Regions from separate parts of the Salmo salar genome. Here region 2 is linked to region 1. The links are chromatin contacts, called in public Hi-C maps. All regions are on one chromosome and are shown on one strand. Each heading gives the region's core, a stretch centred on a gene start, on an enhancer-like site or on the middle of the called end of the contact. The rest is flanking DNA. Distances are from core to core; before and after follow the strand shown. Region 1 holds the start of LOC106562166 (leucine zipper protein 1). Region 2 overlaps LOC106562166 (leucine zipper protein 1).

Region 1 (7,859 bases), core at 3,305-5,804:
TTATTACTTTGGTGACTGAACAAACTCTGCGCCTTTGCTTGCTTTCACTCTTGATCATAAAAAGTCCATTTGGAATGGCTAAGTTCACAGGCACCCTACATTGTCTACACGATTCCAATTACAGGTCTTCACAGATCCACCTGTACCCAGATACCTGAGATCCGATTCGGGACCGAGCGGGTCGGATCTCATATGATTGTCACGGGTATGTGTAATTTTAACTGACTTGTCTGGAAGGACCTATATACTGTAGATCCAAACATGACTGCTGCGGGGGAGAGCGATAGAGAGACATTTTTACGAGAGGGGCACATGTAGCTTGTTGTTGGCCAATCATAAGTCATCAAAGCGGCAATAGGCTACAGTAAAAGAGTCTCCGTGTGGGGCAAAAGTTAGGAGATATCTAATCAATGGAAGACAGAATTAAAAGTTAAACGAGAAAGATAGGGTACAACAACCAAGAGCCAACAAGTAGACTGTTACATTATATTCTGAACGGAGTTGTTTCTAACTGTGTAAGACCAGAAAGAGCATGCAACCTCAGCCTAGCTAGCTAGCTTCTCCCGGTTTGATGCAGTCAAGACGGGTACTAGTAATCATATTGAATGATAAATAACCTAGCTATGGCAGATATTAGTCTGCTATAGCACGAGTCGGCTTGGTTGATTGCGGTCTCTTCCTCCCTGCTTTCTGTTCTCATGTCACTCGCTCACAGTAGCCTACACACAAAGCACGGCCCATGCTAGAGCGTCACCTTTACCTCCTCTCCCTGGCACTTTTTCAGCTCCGGTTAACCTCTATGGGCTAGGTGGTGCACTCCATCAACAGCAGGTGCATTTCAAGAGCGGCAAATTTGAATCCAAATAAATGTCAAAATTCAAATTTTTCAAACATACAACTATTTTACACCCTTTGAAAGATAAACATCTCCTTAATCTAACCACGTTTTACGATTTCAAAAAGGTTTTACGGCGAAAGCATAAATTTAGAGTATGTTAGGACAGTACATTTACAAGAGTTGTGTGTAATGTTTTGTCAATTCAAAGACAGGGTCACCAAAACCATAAAACCAGCTAAAATGATGCACTAACCTTTTACAATCTCCATCAGATGACACTCCTAGGACATTATGTTAGACAATGCATGCATTTTTAGTTCTATCAAGTTCATATTTATATCCAAAAACAGCGTTTTACTATGGCATTGATGTTGAGGAAATCGTTTCCCTCCAATAACCGGCAGTCAAGTCAGCACCACAAATTAATAACGCATCTTTAAAATGGTGCTTTTCTACTGTTTCCCCACACTCGGATCGGGTCTGGATCTGACCAGGTCTATAAGGAACGGGGCAAGTTGTCAGGTCCGTTCGGAACGGGTCTCCATATAATAAAAAAAAATGTTGACCCGTGAAGGCTTCCAATTCTCTGAAAATAGTCTTCAGACAACATAATGTATACTATCAAGCAGTAAAGTGAAAGTGTGACATAACCCCAAAGGAAAAACACCAGAGACCTACCAAGTGACCAGCCAAAGTTGAAAGTAAAGTTTGCTACAGAAGCCTGGCATGAAGTACCCGTCCACATGGCCAACCCGTCCACATGGCCAACACTTCCACATGGCCAACACTTCCACATGGCCAACACTTCCACATGGCCAACACGTCCACACAGACAGGATATGAAGGGATTGCAATCCAAGTGTGAAGCTTGCTTTGTTTGGCATTGTAACCTCTCAATGGTTTGGCACAAAGGCGTAAAATGGCCTTTTCCTTGGCTGGAAGCAGCTTCTATCGACAATATTAATGACCATGTACTTCTGAATCCTACTAAGGCAGAAATGGATAGGTTATTCCCCTGTATGCACAAATAGTGAGTCTCCAATGTATGTAGCTGTGCCTATCTCGCAGTCCAACTAGCTTGTACTTGTGTTTCCACCATCAGAAGGGGTGGAAGCAGTAGCAGAGTTAGTAGCTGGCTCTGGGACTTACTGGAAAGCCAGCAGTGATTTGCCTTCATGTCTGAAACAGGTCCCCTCTATCTTTCTCCCTAGCTCCATTTATATCCCACGGGCCCAACCTGCCAGATTACTACTCCACACTGCTGCTGCTACTACTACTACTGCTCCTGTTCACCCACACACACATCAACACAGTCATGAAGAAGGCACGACAATGCCTCTTCAGGAGGCTGAAAAGATTTGGCATGGGCCCTCAGACCCCCCCCAAAAGTTCTACAGCTGCACCATTGAGAGCATCTTGACTGGCTGGATCACCGCTTGGTATCGCAACTGCTTGGCATCCGACAGCAAGGCGCTACAGAAGGTAGTGCCTTTGGCCCAGTATGTCACTGGGGACGAGCTACCTGCCATCCAGGACCTCTATACCAGGCGGTTATTATCTTTCTATTTCTCTCTCTGGATTGTCGGGAAGGGCCCGTAAGTAAGCATTTCCCTGTTAGTCTACACCTGTTGTTTACCAAGCATGTGACCAATAAAATGTGATGTTCAGACTCAGCTCAGCATTTCATTGCTTTGACACTGGGCTATGTACACATACAGAACAAACCTTCACAGGTACTGAGTCAAACACCCCTGCCATTACACACACACACCTTATAGCCGAGATCCTTTTAATGTGTGAATTCGGATAGCCACACTTGTGTTGCTATCATGTTGGTGCTAGCAAGCATGTTAGGTAGTGCTAGGTATCAATAGCCAATCCAGTATGGGTTGAAAACTACAGTGAGCTCCGATTGGTCAATAGCAAAGCAAAGTCAGAGTATTTGCATAAAGTTCAGCTTTCCCCAGTTTTGGTCCCTCCCTGTTCACTTCTCTCGCCCATGCTCACGCCCAATGGTTGTTTCGTCACCCCCAACATGATTTGTGGATCTCAGCTGTTTCACCGGAAATCCACCTAGAACGTTGGGGCAATGAAACAACGGAGCCAACAACTGAAGCAAAGTGGGCGGGAGACCATTGGGCGACGGAATGTGAAAAGAGTGGGACCAAAATTGGGGAAAGCTGGACTTTATGCAAATACTCTGCGACATCATGTTGCTATTGACCAAACAAAGCTCACTGTAATTTCCAGCCCCTACTGGCTTGGCTGTAGATACCTAGCACTACCTGACCTGCTTCCACGCACCAACATGAGGCAACAGGAGGGCAAATCAAGCTTGACTATCCAAATGTACTGTGTTAAAAGGATTCTCAGCCATTAGGTGTTCACTTTGATGAGACCTGCAGATTTCTGTAACACTGCCCAATTTCCATATTGGTGCAGTGAAATTAAAACTAGCTATCTTTGGGGAAACTCCCTTCCCATGTCAAGTGGATCTTTGCCTTGATTGTTGGCATTATTTTTGCAATCTCCAATTGTATCAGGCTGTTCATTCCCTGCTGTATTCACAATTTCAGCATTGACCTAAATGCATTTGATGATTTATCCATAGAGATCAAGTTGAAGGACCTTACCCATGGCTGTGTCAACACAGACTACCTGGGAGCCAGCTAAAAGATTATCTGTCAAGTATCAATATAGAAAGGGTTTTTACTGCCATCTTGCAATCGTTATTTACCTTGACAGTTGACCTGTAAAAAAAGCGGCCTACTTTAGGCTACTAAATATTTAAGGTGACAGTGGACTGTGTAGTTGACTAAGAAAAAAAGTGGACTTTTTCGATTTGTGTTAAGGTGGGTGGTTAATAGTGTTGCGAATTCATTTCAAGAAATCGTTCTATCGGGATACATTGTTCTCGAGGAAAACATAAAATGTCCAGTTCAGAAACCCCCAACATACCGTCCAGATAGCGGTAACGTTACGTCGCCACTGAACGCAAAAGTAGCCTAGCTATTCGTAATATTTTGAAACGGTCAACTAGCTAGCTACGAACGAGGAAAAATTCAAACTGTTACACAATTTAGCCACCTGGCCGCTCAGCAGGACACAACGTTGTAGAAAGTTCAGACAGTAATATGCAAATACCTGGCTATGGAAATATGTACCACTGGACAAACATGTTTGACTTGATGAATATGGAATCACGTCAGTTCTATTCGTCGTTATATTTTATTTCTGCAACATTCCACCCCGTTTTCCTACTGAACGTGGCCCAGGTTTTTAACCGCAGTCTGGTGTTTCGTGGAGGCTTCCTTTTGGCTGCGCCAGCAGAAGAGCAGGGGGAGGAGGGGTCAAAACTTGCCGCAGTTCGGAGTCTTCCCGTGTCGAACTCAGGAAGTTACAGCATCCTAGCACAGTTAAATGTTTCCATATAGTAATATGTGTAGTTTTACATTGATCAAAACAATAGCTAGTTCACCTACCTTGCGATGAGAGAATCTGCGATAGTCCCCAAATTCATTCGGTTAGTGCCGATAAGATGACTAGGTTTGAACCAAAGACACAAGTTATTTCTGGTACACCAGCGGGAGAAAGCTTTTTTTCCTACTTAACTGCGTTCGTTGTTTCTTCCCTCTATTCCCCGCCTGAGCTGTAGGATCAAACCAACACATTCCACCTTGTCCCTAACAATGAAAAAGGTGGGTTTTCCTTTGCGCCGGATGACCCACCCCTTGTGTGACGAGTCTGGGTCTGACCGCAGCAAGAACGCCCTACCCTGCTGTAGAGTCCCGCCTCTCATGGACGTAGAACGAAACATGTCGAATTCAGAGAGAAAATGACATGAGCCTCGGAATATTAGAGCGTAGGTTTCCGCACATTGCAATGACCTAAAAAAAGAATGTCAGAGCAGTAAAGAGAATGTAACCTAAGGAAGTCAGCCGTTTCAGAAAACTTTGCAGAAAAAACTTGACTGAATTTGGCCTGTCAATGGACAATATGGTATATCATATAATAAAACAATTTATTTTATGAAAGGATACAAATATTTGTATCTGGTTTTTGGGAAGAGGATTAGGCTGTTTCCATAAATAGGGTCCCTTAGGTCCCTATGTAATAACTCCCCCTGTACTGGCTAATATCTCACAGCAAGTTGTTGCAGTACAGGGCAGCATGTAGCCTAGCGGTTAGTCTGTCAGGCCAGTAACCGGAAGGTCACTGGTTTGAATACCTGTCGATGTGCCCTTGAGCAAGGCACTTACTCCTAATTTGCTCCAGGGGCACCGTAATAATATGGCTGACCCTGTAAAACAACACATTTCACTGCACATATTTGGTATATGTGACAATAAAACACACACACATATATATATATATATATATATATATATATATATATATACAGTACCAGTCAAAAGTTTGGACACACCTACTCATTTAAGGATTTTCTTTATTTTTACTATTTTCTACATTGTAGAATAATAGTGAAGACACAACTATGAAATAACACATATGGAATCATGTAGTACCCAAAAAAGTGTTAAACAAATCTATCTTCAAAATAGCCACCTTTTGCTTTGATGACAGCTTTGCACAAGCTTGGCATTCTCTCAACCAGCTTCATGAGGTAGTCACCTGGAATGCATTTCAATTAACAGGTGTGCCTTGTTAAAGTTAATTTGTGGAATTTCTTTCCTTTTTAATGTGTTTGACCCAATCAGTTGTGTTGTGACAAGGTAGGGGTGGTACACAGAAGATAGCCCTATTTGGTAAAAGACCAAGTCCATATTATGGCAAGAACAGCTCAAATAAGCAAAGAGAAACGACAGTCCATCATTACTTTAAGACATGAAGGTCAGTTAATGCAGAGAATTTCAATAACTTTTTGCAGTTGCAAAAACCATCAAGCGCTATGATGAAACTGGCTCTCATGAGGACCGCCACAAGAAAGAAAGACCCAGAGTTACCTCTGCTGCAGAGGATAAGTTCATGGTCTTCATGGTCGAATTGCTGTAAAGAAACCACTACTAAAGGACATCAATAATAAGAAGAGACTTGCTTGGGCCAAGAAACACAAGCAATGGACATTAGACCGATGGAAATCTGTCCTTTGGTCTGATGAGTCCAACTTTGAGATTTTCCAACCGTCGTGTCTTTGTGAGATGTAGAATAGGTGAACGGATGATCTCCGCATGTGTGGTTCCCACCATGAAGCATGGAGGAGGAGGTGTGATGGTTTGGGGGTGTTTTGCCTGTGACACTGTCTGTGATATATTTAGAATTCAAGGCACACTTAACCAGCATGGCTACCACAGCACTCTGCAGCGATACGCCATCCCATCTAGTTTGCGCTTAGTGGGACTATAATTTGTTTTTCAACAGGACAATGACCCAAAACACACCTCCAGGCTGTGTAAGGGCTATTTGACCAAGAAGGAGTGTGATGGTGCTGCATCAGATGACCTGGCCTCCACAATCACCCGGCCTTAACCCAAATGAGATGGTTTGGGATGAGTTGGACTGCAGAGTGAAGGAAAAGCAGCCAACAGGTGCACAGCATATGTGGGAACTCCTTCAAACTGTTGGAAAAGCATTCCAGGTGAAGCTGGTTGAGAGAATGCCAAGAGTGTGCAAATTTGTCATCAAGGCAAAGGATGGCTACTTTGAAGAATCTAAAATATATTTTGATTTCTTTAACACTTTTTTTGGTTACTACATGATTCCATATGTGTTATTTCATAGTTTTGATGTATTCACTCTTATTTTACAATGTAGAAAATAGTAAAAATAAAGAAAAACCCTTGAATGAGTAGGTATGTTCAAACGTTTGACTGGTACTGTATCTATATATTTATTTACAGTGCTAAGCAATCTGGACCCAAAAGAGGACCATGGAGAGTATGGAACTACATGTAGTTCAACTAGTAATTTAACTACATTTTGCAGTAGCTTGGTGGTAGCTGAACTAAATGTTTATCTTTGTAGTGTTTTCAGTAGTTTATTACTTTTTAGCCATGTAGCTGTGTAGCTAACTACACACTACTTTTTTAGCGAAAAGAAAAGAACGGGGTTCACAGGGTGACAGATAAGTTAGCACTCCCTTCCTCTATGTGCAGTCATGAGTCTAAATACAAGATTTGGAGTGAATCTGACGTATGGTTCATGAGGAGAAGATGATTTTCAGCATTAGCGTTACACATGCAAAGAATGCATATAGTTTCCTTTTTTTTATGAGATTGCAATACCACATTCAGTGTGGTTTATCTTCGGGAAGTCCATGAAAGCGATCACAAGTTTCAAGTTGATAGGCCACTGTTGAGTGGATTTACAGAGGTTTAAAAGAACATATAAAATCAGATTTTCTGATTTGTCAATAACTCTGCCATCTTTTGACCAATCCCAAACTAATCTAAGACATGTACCATGGGCCTACATTCCAAAGTTGGTGTCATTTGCGCCTATGGTTCATGAGAAGAAGATTGTTCAAGTATTTTTAGCATATTAGCGTATGTGCTAATAAACATCTACTGGTATAGTGTGGCCATTTTTGAATGCATCAACATTATTTTTTTAAACTCTTAAGGGACTATTTTGATGAGTCCAAAGACCACATTTTGGGGGGAATCTTAATTTTAGTCCATGAGAAGAAGATTTAAAAAAGTTTTGTAGCACCATTTCTCAATGCCAGAAACGTATATAATAGTAACTTAGAGCACCACAAGAAAACATTCCCAAATTACAAACATTATGATGTTGTTGTAAAAGTTGGGTTTGAGGTTTTCTTCAAATCAGCTCTAACTTCAGAAACAATCCCACAACGCCCCTCGGTCAGCATCACACAATAAAATGTAAAAAAAAAAAAAGAAAGTGGGATACATTTGTGTGAATGAGGCGGGCAAATGGGGTATCTACTCATCAATCTGCAGGGCACATTTCATGCTTGAGAACTTCAACATTAATTAACAATGGAAGGAGGGCTTCAGCAAGAAGTTGCTTCTCAAAGTGGATGCTGTCATATTATAAA
Region 2 (7,859 bases), core at 3,201-5,700, 43 kb before region 1:
TTCTTCTCCTCGTTGAGACTGAGGTACAGCTGGCTGCAGTCCGACTTGCTCTTGCTGAAGGCCTCTTCCAACTTCTCCAGCTCAGCCATTCTCCTCTGCAGGCACTCAATCTCAGACTTGAGGTCCTGGGTCAAGCTCTCCTCCTCCTCCAGTTTCTCCCGCACCGTACGGCAGAGGTCCTCTGCCTTGCACACCTCCTCGTCCTTGCCTTCAATCTTTAGCAGGCGCTTGCGCAGTCCCTCAACGTCGCCCAGCATGGAGGAGTTGCTGCCCTCTGCCTGGATGATCTTGTCCTGCAGATCGAGCAGCTCATCTTCTGACTTCTGGAGCTTGTTGGTGGCCTCCTCAAGCTCGTCCAGCCGTCGCCCCAGGCTCTGCAGCTTGTGCTGCAGGTGGCGACTCGTTATGTCTTTGTTTTCAGACATTGCAGAGATTATTGCTGTTGTCCTCTTGATGCAAAGGGGAAATTATTTGAACACTTTTTGGGAGGTCCACATTTGTATGGCAATCCTTCTCTGGTTAAAATGTCACAAGCTTATAATGATGGGTTGTGTCCAGTCCCTTTATCCTTTCCCCACAATGTCTTCTCCCTTTTTCCTTTGGTTGGGTCTTATTCCTTCAACTTCCCTCAGCTTGATGGTCAACATGGGTGTCGATCATCTGAGAGAGAAAAAAAGGAACAGAGTTATAACAGAATTCACCACAGTATTGAATTATTACTCACTGACCCAAATGTCATTGAGTATTAGCAAAACTGAAAGTAACTTGAGAAATAACACGTAACAAGTAATTCCCTACATTTTCTACATTCATTAGCAGGCATCACACACTAACATAATTAAGTCCAGTTTGCTGAGATGTAAAAAAGAGGCCTGAATATGGTGAAAGCGTGTAGCTCAGAGAGGGAGAAAGAGCGATAGGGAGAGAGAGAGAGAGAGAGAGAGAAACAGGGAGTGCGAGAGAGACAGTGAGAGGGCTGGTTTGCCTGTAATTGATTTCACAGTTACGCCCGATTACTGCAACACAAACCATGAGAAGAGCTGGGCCCAGACAAATACACAACATAACGCAAAGGACCAGCAGATGGGTGAGAAGAGCAGCAACATAATTCTGCACGTACACACATGCAGGTGCTCATATAGTCAAATGTACACAGTAACCTAGACTGAAGATTAACAAGATCACGACAACCAAACTGACAGACCATGGAAGTTAAAAATATGCTCCAACTGCAATTCTACGAGGATACATTTCACCTTGCCTTCTCTTAAGGACACTGGAGACTGGATGGTAGCATTCAAAAGAACACTACTCCCAACTTCTTGCATCCTGCTGCCTCCAATGTCCCAGCATTGATTTCTCACTGGCGTTTCTGCTGACAGCAACGGCCATAGGGCATTGCTACACACCACTCACGATTAGGACAACATAGATAAAAACAGTCCATATTTCACAGGCAGACCAGGAATATCAGCAGGCGTCCTTTTCTATTGGATGTTCAAACTATAAAATGGGGACATTAGTCCTCAACCTATTACCATTTACAACAGCACTGTTAATATGAAATATGAATATGAAACCTACACAAAACTACTGAACAGGCACCTGGTAACCCCCTGGTGGACTGAACAGGCACCTGGTAATGGTAACCCTCTCTGATGATGGTAATGCGGAACATTAACACAAAGAACCAGCTTGTCAGGCAGCACGTCATGTATAAATCTAATCGTTGATGCTTTCCTCCTATGCATGACTCAGGTGCTTGTCTAAAACCATATCCCCTCCCCCACTGGGAATATCGAACTAGGAGCGGACGTCATCTGCGCACACAATCACTTATCGACTCCACAGAACCCACATCCATACCTTTCCTTTGCGCCCCCTCCTCCCGATTCAATTAGCCTTTCTAAAAGCACAGCTGTTCCTAACAGTAAGGGAGCCAGAAGGAAAGTGATATGTCAAAATAAGAGGGCTGAACTTAGTAGTAGAGAAAAATGAATACTAGAGGGATTGAGTTTGTGAATCCCACAAGGTCAATGACGAAAACCCGTGAATGCCTTTTATCCAACAAACTAGTCATCACACTACAATAACCCTTAGGAGTAACACTCTTAGGCCTAACTTGAATCCTTCCATCTGTCTTTTGAATGTTGGCTTACTGTAAAACGTATTAAAAAAGGCCCATTTCAACAGAGACCAATTTTTTTTCTCATTTTGTGTAATGCTCCACAACCACTCCGCCCACATTTCATTAAATGGCTTGTTCCAACATTCCCATAGTGTAAATATGGCAATGATTATTTCATAAAACATCACATTTTAAAATCAAAGCATTTCGCTACCGAGGTTTAATTATTCTCCTCTTTCATGAGGTCTGGCGGTTTTGTAATCTTTTAGGGATTGTTGGGAGTCTATAAAATAATTTTAGCTTTCAAATTGAAAATAAGGCACAACGTATTAGCAAGGGTTCCGAGAACTGCCTGTCCTGTGCCAAAACACCTTATGAAATAAAACAAATTTACTCTCATTTAACATTACCTGTTAAGTCTGGTATTCACTGATGCCATTCCCTCTTGAGCATCTCTCATAAAGTCAAGTCTCTCGGGTCAGGACAGATGAAAGTAATCCGATCTCGGTCCAGGCCTGGTCCAAATGGCCCCAGGGGCCGGACTCCCATCTTGGCAGTCGCGCGTGCTCGCCCCCCCAATCGCGGTGCCAGGTCGGTCCCTGCCTCCTCTCTTAGACACGCATGCCAACCGTGCCAGCGAAAGACTTCAGAACCAGCAGTGCGTGCAAAGCGACTCTGACACGGCGACCTCTGCCAAGGCAATCAACATACCTACGCTCATCAGAGCCATGGCCTCATTAGCTGCATCATGCCAGTCCAATGGAGGGGCAAAGAAATGAGTCTCAGGCACAACGTGAAACCACAAGACTGCACACCCCTGGGTACCCACGAGGAACGAGAGGAGCTACACCCTTTCATATGTTGGCTTCTCTAGATGCCTGTGCCAAATGCCAAGCATTCTAAATGATTGCTCGAATGTTATCACAAAAAGTGTCTTCATTATCATGGCACAATGCCACAGGTGTGGAGTTGTTTGGGCAAGAACAGGTTTGGAAGGAGGTGGTGGTGAGACAAAGGAACACCCCATTTCATTTCCGAGAAAACTTTGCTGTGTTTGTCGATTATGAAAAACCTGGAGGGGGGCAGCGACAAATGCCAGTATTCCTGAGCACATTCCTCACAAATGTGTCTGTTCAGAACCAACCAAAGCACTGCAGCAAGAGGGATGGGCGCCTGTGAGGGACAGACAGAACGAGCATCCTTACTGTGCCGGGCATTTGATTGACAGAGTCATTTCCGGTCAATGTATCGACATTGACCGGAAATGCATTCTCACAACCCTTCTAGAAAAACATGTCCAGAACTTGCTTCTCTACTGTACTCTGCACCGTGAACAACAGAGGAAAAAGGAAAAAAGTTGAAAATAGGTCACCTGTACTCAGCTCCCGCTTAGGCTCCCTCCATTTCCTAAAATCTGGAGGGGAAGTGCATAACTTATCATCTCACCTCCTTTTTAACTCTAATTACTGTCATTGAGATGAATAAGGTCACGGCATGGGAGCTATGGGGAAGGGGGCACCGAGCAACTGCCAAAAAGCCCTTCAGCGGGTGGTGAAGATGGCCCAGTACATCACTAGGGCAATTTTCTAACCAATACAAGACCGTCTCAGCATCATCAAGGAACCTACACAACCCAGCCACAAGCATTTTGCTACATACGCAATAACATCTGCTAAATACGTGTGACCAAATGCTTTATTTTATTTGTTCACTCCCTTACCGTCGGGCAGATGGTATCGGAGCATGAGGTCTGATAGAAACTGTCTCCGAGCCTGTTGGTATCTACAAGACTGCTGAACACTTGAACTGGACTGACCATCTGCACTGACTCTCCACTACAAGCTCTCACAGTCTCAGATCAAAATTAGATGTTCATCCATGTTTCTCAAAACGTTAAATTTATTCCAAATTTCAAAGTGTTTAAGTTCAGACATTAACTCTGAATGTTTAAGGTTATGTTTGGGCATTAATGCCTAACCTTAAAAATTTGGAGTTAACTCCAAAATGGTTAACTTTCTATATGCTGGATTTGAACATGCTACCTTTGGAATCAGAGGCGGCTGCTTACACCCAAAAGTGAAAACAAGCCAGTGAGTACAAGAGTGAGGGAACAGGACAGAGAGATTATAAAAGATAGAATTGGGGAGTAGAAAACACACAAGAAACCGAAACTGGAGGAGCAAGAGAGCGTCATCAAGACCAGGAAAGGGACAGAGAAAAAAAGTGAGAGGAGTAGTGAGAGACGAGTGAGAGAGAGGGGCCAGATCGGGTACTGCCGCCAATGACGCCAAAGCGTTTTGGAAGAGAAAGCACTCCCAGCCACCGGTGAACTAAAGTGGGCCGCTGTGCTGTACCAAGGTTACAATCATGCACCATATCATTAGGGCCTTAGCTACTCTTCCTGCCTGCAGCTCCCAGTACATTCTGTTCCCTCCATGAAAGAGGGAAGAATAGAAAGAGAAAAAAAGGACAACTTTCTCCTGCACTTGAAGTAGGGTTGCAGAATTCCGGGAACTTTCAATAAATTCTTTGGTTTTCTAGAAATCCTGGTTGGAGGATCCAGATTCCCTGGTTATTCCCTCCTGATTCCGGGATCCTCCAACCAGGATTTTGGGCAAACCAGGGAATTTATTGAAAGTTTCTTGAATAGTGCAACCTTATTTGGAAGTCTAGACTCGGGTTCTTATTCCTCGTAAACATTTGTTAATAACCGTCGGCTCGGTGCCCCTTGCCAATGACAATGGCTTCAACCTCATCTTTAGATGGTCTGTCTGTCTCTGTGTCTGTAATATTAGCTTAGACACTGAGGACTCAAACTGTGGGCCTCTTGGCTGTCCTCAGTTGTGCTTCTGGATACTGGCAGGCCAGCGGAAGCCACAAGATGGCGGCAACCTGATGCCTGTGCTGCATTTTTTTTGTTTTTCCAAGAAAGAAAACCATCCTATAATGTTCGGTTCTGTCGTTTCCTGTCATGTCACTTTTCCTTGCTTTCTTTTTTTGTGGCAAAAAAATGTTAAATAAATGAAAGGAAGTTTGACGTTTCAATAGAGCCACAACTCAAACTGAAAGCCTGTAGTAGCAGTTCATAAAAGGGAACTGAAATTGGACAACAAAAACTAAATACATGTTCTTTGCTTTCCTTCTTGAGAAATGGGAGAAATGACTGCTTAGTATGAGTAAAGAAATGTGGTGTAATACTGTGTAAACAAAATGTCGCTCAAGAATGTTGATACTTAAGTAAATTTAGTCTGACCACATAGCAACATGGCGACAAAGCAGATGCCCCTTTCTGGGTTGACATCAATACCAACTCAGGTGTTTAATTGCAAGCTTTCTGTCAAGTCTTTGTGGCTTTCTCATACCCTACTGGAAATCCAAGATGTTTCTGTGAATGAGCCAAATACTTAACTATGTTTTTCTGTCCCTGGTTATATGCCAGGTTAACTAAAGGATGGACCAACAGACAGAATAAAACAAACTTGATGGACCTGAAAATCAATGACAAATCAACCATGTTTACTTCTTTCCTTCCTGGTAAAATCAAGACTTGATAACAGCCTGTAGGTGGGACAAGAGTGGACACGTCCCTTAACGATATTGATTGCGCAATGTCAGCAATTGTTACAACTGCAATGTTGCAGTTAGGGCTGTAATGATTATGGAATTTTAGGTAATGATTAATTGTCATGCAAATAGCCACGGTTATTAATTGTAAAAACATGTTTTGAGCTATGACATACCTAATGAATCCAACAACTTTAGTGACACACCAGTCTCAGAAATGAATGGTTTTAAGCTTCTCCTCCTGACCATGCACGTTCTGCCCATAAAAGGATCAAATTTACCCACTTCATATAGAAGTGAAAAACTGCCAATGGGTAAACTATATCTACTTGAATATAAAGTTCAATCCCTCTTCTATTAAAACAAATGCATTAAGAGGATTGTTTTAAGTTCCCGGTTATAGTCCATAATTATTGTTTACGCGGTTACACAATAATTGTGCCAGCCTTAGTTACAGTATTCGCTTTGCCTTTTCAGAGGAAAAAAAAAGTACAAAATAAGTTCTCCTTTCACATCGTCACAGGTCCGTCCGTGCTACAGACCAATGCAGAATCAAAGAAATAAAAAGACACAAAAACAGCCTGGTGAAGTCCTTACATGGTTATAATGATCAGGGATGAAATGTATTTGCCCCAGGCTCATCACTCCCCTCCAAAACCTCCCCAGCAAAACAGAGCCTTTTCTGGGTCCCACAAATCTGGGTATGCAGCCTCCCTGCTGTGTTCCATGTCTATGGCCAAGGCCCAGGCACAGATACACCCAGGCCCTGCCTCCATCTGCCAGCAGCATATCACTCACAGAGACAGACATTGAGTAAAAGCAGGAGAGTGAGCGACAGAGGCGGGTAAGAAATGGAGCAAAAGAGAAAGCAAAAGAGAGATGAAAACAGAGTGTATGTACAGGGGAGCTTTGGAGAGGGGGTTTACGGGGGATTTATAACAAGAGCCACGTCAGCTTTCATGCCAGAGATTATTCTGTCCCTCCAAAATGTACGACCTGATTAAGGTCATGACTTTAAACAGCACCAATATAACTCAGAGTCCCTAGCAGCACGGCTGGCAACTGAACAGAAACAATATTAGCCATCAAAAGACAGAACCAAAACATTATCCTGTTGCTAGCTAGCCCTCTGGCAGTAGAAGACCATCGAGGAAGAAAGTGTTGTTTTCTCTAACCTGTTGGGGCTAGGGGGCAGTATTTGCACGCCCGGATAAAAAAAACGTACCCGATTTAATCTGGTTACTACTCCTGCCCAGTAACTAGAATATGCATATAATTAGTAGATTTGGATAGAAAACACTAAAGTTTCTAAAACTGTTTGAATGGTGTCTGAGTATAACAGAACTCATATGGCAGGCCAAAACCTGAGAAGATTCCATGCAGGAAGTGGAAATCTGATTTGTGGAATCACCTTCAACACTTTGCCTATGTAACACACTGTGAGTTAGGATTCATTTAGCACTTCCTAAGGCTTCCACTAGATGTCAACAGTCTTTACAAAGTGGTTTGAGCCTTCTATGGTAGAAACTGACCGAAAGATAGGCTTGGAAAGTTGGTCATAGAGGGAGGGCCATTACTACTATGACGCGGGCGCCCATGGGAACCCTTTTGTTCTGAAACGTTTAGTAACACAATGCAATCGTCCGCCTTGAATATTATTGAAGCTCTGATTGAAAAAGGCACTAAAGATTTATGTTATACAACGTTTGACATGTTTGAACGAATGTAAATATATATTTTTTTGCACATTCGTGACGACAAGTCCGGTGCGCCTCGTACATTATGAGTAGCCTTCGGAACGCGCTAACAAGGAGCTATTGGGACATAAATGATTAACTTTTTCAAACAAAACTACATTTGTTGTGGACCTGGGATTCCTGGAAGTGCCTTCTGATAAAGAATCAAAGGTAAGGGAATATTTACAATAGTATATTTGATTTTAGATGGTTCCAAGATGGCGCTAACCTGTATCGCCTAGCCTATTTTTCTGAGCATAGCATCTTGTTTATTGCATAGTGTGATTTCCCAGTAAAGTTATTTTTAAATCTGGCAATGCGGTTGCATTCACGAGATGTTAATCTATAATTCTTTGAATGACAATATTACATTTTAAAAATGTTTTCGAATAGTAATTTTGTAAATTGTAGCGCTGATTCACCGGAAGCAT

The links. A called contact is a pair of places that touch in the nucleus more often than the background predicts.
Region 2: a Hi-C map of gill shows a contact between it and region 1, with 2.1 times the contacts expected there. The contact joins the enhancer-like site here to the promoter of LOC106562166 in region 1. A contact is called at or near these places in 2 of 3 Hi-C or Micro-C datasets (gill and muscle).

Annotation. Positions count from the first base shown.
Region 1 is chrssa01:12,869,608-12,877,466 of Ssal_v3.1, reverse strand. It overlaps LOC106562166 (leucine zipper protein 1), which reads right to left and starts at 4,554. Exons shown (of 4, transcript XM_014126884.2): 1 at 4,321-4,554.
Region 2 is chrssa01:12,912,487-12,920,345 of Ssal_v3.1, reverse strand. It overlaps LOC106562166 (leucine zipper protein 1), which reads right to left. Exons shown (of 4, transcript XM_014126884.2): 2 at 1-660. The coding sequence starts at 425. Among protein-coding and RNA genes, the nearest start is that of LOC106562166, 44 kb to the right of the region's middle. Within about 2 kb of position 4,450, at least 2 of the 13 cell types and tissues checked have an H3K27ac peak or open chromatin away from gene starts, as enhancers often do. A contact at or near this core is called in gill, where this site is marked.